Linked DNA regions of Gossypium arboreum: region 1 is linked to region 2. The links are chromatin contacts, called in public Hi-C maps. All regions are on one chromosome and are shown on one strand. The core of a region is the stretch at or near the end of the contact, and the rest is flanking DNA. Distances in the headings are between cores, read along the strand shown.

Region 1 (3,217 bases), core at 135-2,634, 40 kb before region 2:
AGACTGTGGGAAACCAAAATTGCAGAAAGTACAAAGAGTTGAAGAAATACCGCGAGGCGAGTACAATCAATAACTGCAACGAGATTGACATTAATAGTATGTTTCCATGTCTTAGTGCCATCAGTTTGATCCTTCCAGAAAAGTGCTGTATTAGCAATGCCAGCATTATTGATGCATATATCCAGTCCTCCATATGTTGAGACATGCTTCTCAAATGCTAAATTTAAATCTCCTAATCAAATAAGAAGCAATGTTTTTTAAACATATATTGTAATTATCTGAAACAACTACATGAAAGAAACCCTATGAAAACTTACTTAAGCTAGTAACGTCGCATTTAACAAAAATAGCAGAAGGAAAGCCTAAATTTTGATGGAATTTGGAATTCTCTATCTCAACTAAAGAAGCAACTTCCTTCCCTTTCTCTTCCGAGAAATCTACAATTGTCACAAATATCCCTTTCGCAGCCAGAGCTAAGCACAAAGCTTTACCTGCACATAATTTCGAGAACAATCTGAATCAATTACATCATCTGCTTCACAATCTTAAGTTCAAGAGATTCATAACAAAACCAAAGCAACCGGTTAATGAATTCTCTGAGGTTTATTTCCATTAGAGATGCGATAATTAAAACTCCTGATAAATTGAAATAAACAAAGCTTTACCTGCACATAATTCAATAACAATTACATTATCTGTTTAACAATCTTAAAGTTCAACGATTCATAATAAACCAAAGGAATCGGTTTATGAATTCTCGGAAGTTCATTTCAATTGTAGATGCGTTAAATACAACTCCGGATAAATTGAAATAAACAAAGCTTCACCAGCACATAATTCAACAGGAATTCAAATAAATTACATTATCCATTTCACAATCTTAAAGTTTAAGCGGTTCATAATAAATCAAAAGCAATCGGTTCATGATTTCTCGGAAGTTCATTTCAATTGTAGATTCCAAATTTTTAAAAAAAAAAACTCCAAAAATATTGCAATCTCCAACAAAATATTAAGAAACAATAAGCTTATGAAAGTTTTTACCAATCCCGGAAGCACCGCCAGTGACCAGAGCTGATAAGCCAGGTTTAAGCTCCATTTTTTTTGTTTTCCTTTCTTTTGTTATTGTGTTTGGAATTAAGTTAAAAAAAAAAAAAGAAAAAAGAACGTATACCTGATTATTAGGAAATTGTTTATTATGGCACTTTGCTGCTACTTTGGAAATATAAATACTATTTTTAAAAAAAGAAATATAAATATTTATTTAATGTATTTCATATTTTGTCGCTATTGCTCGAAGGTATCGTTTCGTCGGTGATGAAAGCAAAAAACCAGATTCATTGACGCCTAAAAGACGTGGAAACACCGGCCATGTACTCTTTACCGTCATTTTTTTATTGAGTGACGACATCGTATTCATCTGTATGAAACCGAATAGCGCGATAGATCATACCGCCTTCAACAGCGCGTGATATTTGCCACCACGTGATAATTTTAAATGAGCATTGCGTATTTGGGTATTTATTTTTTTATAAATATAAATATAGTAGATTTCGATAATATTATTATATGAGTTTTTTAATATTGAAATATTTATTATTTGAATTCTTTTTTTTTACTGAATTTGGATTTTGTTATAATTATAACTAACAAGTTTGCCTTAGAAACTCATCTTATAATTTACCAATCTTGCTAATTAATGACATCTATGAAATCAAAATTTTGTTGACCAAGACATTATAAACCTTTTACCTTATAAGCTTAACTCTAAGAGCCATTCTCTTAACAAGAACAAAGTACCTATCATCTGTACATTACATTTATTTATTATCTTACAAGATAAATAATACCTAAAAAGAAGAATCGTCTACAAGACAAGTAAGCTTTAAAGGATAGAGAAGTAATAAAGGAACTATACGTGACGCCTCATATACTCTTTTAGGCCACCTTGCTCCAGTCGACCAAAAAGACAAAGAAAGATATAATTAGTCTATCGTTGAAGGTTTGGCTCGACTTCGTTCGCTAAGCTTTTTGCATTGCCTTTGTTAGATGCAGTTTGGTTATATGGCCTATTCATTCTATTTTGGCTCACTATGGTGAGTCTTCAACTAAGTGAACAACCAATTTGTGATATTTTGAGCATTCTAGAAAAAAATCCTACGACTCTTTGCCTATTGTCATTACTTCAGCTTTGTATCAAAATATTTAAATAATGGATATTTGAATTTGTTTTACTTTTAGAATAACAATTTTGAATCTAAATATTTGAATGCATTATGCATTTTAATTTTTAAAGTTTTTAGTTTAAATAATATTTTTATACTTATTAAATGAAAATATTTAATAGATTCAATTTTTTACGAATAATTTTATTAAATCAAGTTAGGTGATGTCTTAATTTAATACGGATAATAAGTGAAATTAATGGAAATAAACTTATGAGAAATTAGTGAAGGCTCCAAGATGTATACTAATGTCATTTTATTTAATGTTCTATTTGTCCCCACTTATATTTTGATGTGACAAAGAATTACCGGCAAAAGAACCTTGAGGATACAATGAAGTCTAATGACTATCCACATTTTATACTAATGGAAATAGTCCACTGAGTATTGAGTAGAGCATGGCAAGAATATCAATTTCAATAAAGAACTTTTGCATTAATTCTTTATAAAACAATTTAAGAATATTAGAAAATGGAGGAGAATAGAAAGAAACTTTTGATGTATTTTGGTGTTCAAACAAATAAAGTTTGACTCCTATAAGAGTTCTCATGTCTCTTCATAAAGATATAACTATCCAAATTGATAGTCACATCTTTTAGCAATAAACACAATTATTCAATAAATATCTATTTGAATTGTAACACCCTTTTCTCGACTTGATCGTCAGGTCTGAGCGTCAGGATTCTACATTCGTTGTCGGAGCAACTACAGTTAATCAAACAACATATAATCATTTATACATGTAACCAAGAGTTTATTACATTTAAAATTATTAAAAAAATCAATTCTAAGTCTTAATCGAGCTTATGAAAACTCTTTTATCAACCCGAGTACGAAACATGACCAAATTGTAAATAGTTATAGGATTGACGTCATGACATCATCAATTCCACATCGGGACATCGCCAAAATAGTATGTTAGGTCACGATGGCACGATATCACTTACTATCAATTGACGTTGCAACAAGAAAAGATGCTCGTTGGGATGTGGACT
Region 2 (3,045 bases), core at 473-2,972:
ACATGATGGTTGGCCACTTCATGTAAAATGGGAGGTTTGTCATGCAAATCCTCCTATTTTGCACTCCTATTTATTTGGCCACTTCAATTTAGCCTATAGCATTTTCAAACATTTTCACATAGGTCCTATTTCATCATTTCACCCCATTTTTCTTATGGAACAAAAATTAACTAAAATTGCCGGGTTCTATATTAAGCTTGGGCTTTCTAGAGGCCCACTAACATAATTAAACCTATGCCAACATTCACAGAATTCCCGAAAATTGGGGCGTTACAATTTGTGTCAAGGTAGAGATTGTTAGAATTAAGTGACCCGAATTCTTATTTAATAAAATACGATGGAAAATAAAATAAAAGTAAAATCCATATAAAACTAGACTTCTTTTATTTTATTTTAGAATAAGGTTTTTAAACCTTATTAAACTCCATCTATTTTATATTGATTAGGATAAAGTGTTTCAATCCTACTAGAATATGGCTTTACAAGCCTATAAATAGACATAGTCTATTCTTTTTGTATTGGATTCAAATTTTCGACATAATGAATTTTCTTCTCCTCTGCCCATGGTTTTTTCCCGAAAGGGTTTTCACGTAAAATTTGTGTGTTATTTTATTTTATTTTATTTTATTTTTCACACGTTATTTAAGTATAATGATTTTTTAATATATTTTTAATTTGTTGAAAATATTTATTTTAATATTTTTAGTATATTTGGTATATTATATTTTTAAATTTATTTTTATATAATAAAAATAATCTAAAAAATTAATACAAGTAGGTTGAGTCAAATTTAGGTTTAACAATTTTAATTTAGGTTGAGTTTGAGCAAAATTTTAAATTTATTTTTCAAGTCGAATCAAATCTAGACTTTAAAAACAAACTTAAAATTTTGTATCGACCCATCATCAAATCTATTATGATGAGAGGGTATTAAATTTATGCTTATCCAAGTGTCAAACTATTCAAAGATGTTGAAACTGAGCATGTGAAAAAATAAAGTCATGGTTTTCTTTTCCATTCTGGGAATTTGATTACCTTGTTTGTATTCTATGACCAAACTTGCCAAAGATATAAACAATGAGTATATATATATATAATCAATTTGGAAGAGTATGTAGAGAAGGGTGAAGATGAAAAATTATATTAAATAAAACTTAAATTTAAATTATTATTTAATATTAAATTGAAAATTTTATTATCAAACAAAAGTTGTCATGTGTTAATTTTGATTAATCGAAAAGTTTGTTTAAAAGAAATAACCATATAAGGGTCATAATTGTTACAAATTTATAGTTTAGTTATAAGAAAGTTTGTTGAGATGAGCCAAAATTTGATTTTTTTATATGATATAATTTTTTTATTTTTAAGGATAAATTAAATTATTAATAAATAAATAAAATTTTAAGAAAACCAATATTTGGTACTTCCTCTGACTTTTGGACACTCCTCGTAATTTGTATGAATAAATTTACAAATATTTAAAATTAAATAAAGAAAGAAACAATATTTTACACTCACTCATATTTTTAATATTCACTCATAATTTTAAATATTTCTTTGTAATTTTTATATTTCATATTTTAGTATTATCTTGTATAATTTTCATTTATTTTTTATCGGATTATCTCGTACTTTTCTTTTAACACTAACAGCATATTTGGTTCGCTGTAATTGGTCAATATTCTTTTATTTGGTTCATTGAATGCTATTCCACGGAATGAGGGTTGAATAGCCATTCAGGCCCTCCCCCTTCGAATGGATAATTCAATGCCTCCCGTAATAGGCGTTTCCTTTTTCTGACCAAAACACCCTTATACAAGGAGTTCTTTGGAGAAAGAAAATTCAACACCATTAATAACTCACAAACAGGTAAAACAACCTTTGAAGGTTTAAATAATTAAGAAAAATAGAATGAACAAAAAAGAAATCAGAAAAAAAAAAAAAAGAAAGATAAAAAAACTTAAAAACATGAGAAAATTGAGTTTTGGGTTGTTGATCTCCAAGCATGAAAACACCATTAAAAGAGGAAGAAAGTAGGTTGATGATAAAGACGAAAGAGAAATAACTAGCATGATGGAAATCAGGAGATGAAATTTCTAAAATTTTCAACGTGACGCCAACTGATGGCAGCGAATATAATGGCTAGCAGTGGACCTATTAAAACTGAAAAATAATGTATTTTTCAACCTTTTCTAATTTTCTTACCCTATCTTTTTTTTTTTTGTAAAAAGAAGATGAAGGTTCTGGATAAGAGAGAGTGTGGAAAGATTTTAAAAAAAAGGTAATGAAGGTTTTTTCTGATATTAAAATAATAGTAGAAATTTATATGTAAAACTAATATTTAAATATTTTATGATTTTTTAAAAATATTTTATAATTAGTTGGGTTTTAAAGAAATTTTCTATTTTAATTATAATCAATTTTAAATAATTTGTTTAAATATTAATACTTGTATTAGATAATACTTAAAAGAAATTTTGTTAAAATGAGTATTTTTATCATTTGAGCATTTATTTTTATGCTATTACACCACTTATTTCCTCGAACCAAATATAAGAATATTACTGCATCTCTATTCTATTCCACTCAACTTAACTATTGTTGTACTCATTTCATTCCATTCTAGCCATATTTCATTTTCACATAATAGCATTCCTTTACAGCTTTATCTTATCCTAACAAATTAAACATACGTAAATGAAAGTTTATTGAAAACTGACCGTAGAAGCTTCCGTAAATTTTCCTTATTTTACAGCTATTTTATTTGTTTAAAATTATATAAAAAAATTATAACCTTTAAAATGGACGTAAAAGTTGCGTTAATTATAAAATAAAATATCCAAATAATGCTTGGCACTTAGGAAATTTTACTATTATTTAAGTTTCTTTTTGAATGTTGGCAAATTATATTGATTTAACTATTCATAAAATTATCTAATTTGATTATCGAAAATATTTAATTCATGTTTAAGTATTAATTAGCTCAAATTATTATCTTTTATAATTGTCAATTAGCTTAAAATTTTTAGAATTATTTTAAGTTTG

What was found. Hi-C and Micro-C count contacts between places; a contact is called where the count stands out from the background.
Region 1: a contact with region 2 is called in a Hi-C map of leaf, with 2.8 times the contacts expected there. The contact joins the promoter of LOC108463856 here to the enhancer-like site in region 2. A contact is called at or near these places in 4 of 5 Hi-C or Micro-C datasets (all in leaf).

The regions. Positions count from the first base shown.
Region 1 is chr13:8,100,980-8,104,196 of ASM2569848v2, reverse strand. It overlaps LOC108463856, which reads right to left and starts at 1,384. Exons shown (of 18, transcript XM_017763820.2): 1 at 1,042-1,384; 2 at 318-491; 3 at 51-232. The coding sequence starts at 1,096.
Region 2 is chr13:8,061,883-8,064,927 of ASM2569848v2, reverse strand. No RefSeq gene overlaps it. Among protein-coding and RNA genes, the nearest start is that of LOC128286924, 3.8 kb to the right of the region's middle. Within about 2 kb of position 1,722, at least 1 of the 2 cell types and tissues checked has an H3K27ac peak or open chromatin away from gene starts, as enhancers often do. A contact at or near this core is called in leaf, where this site is marked.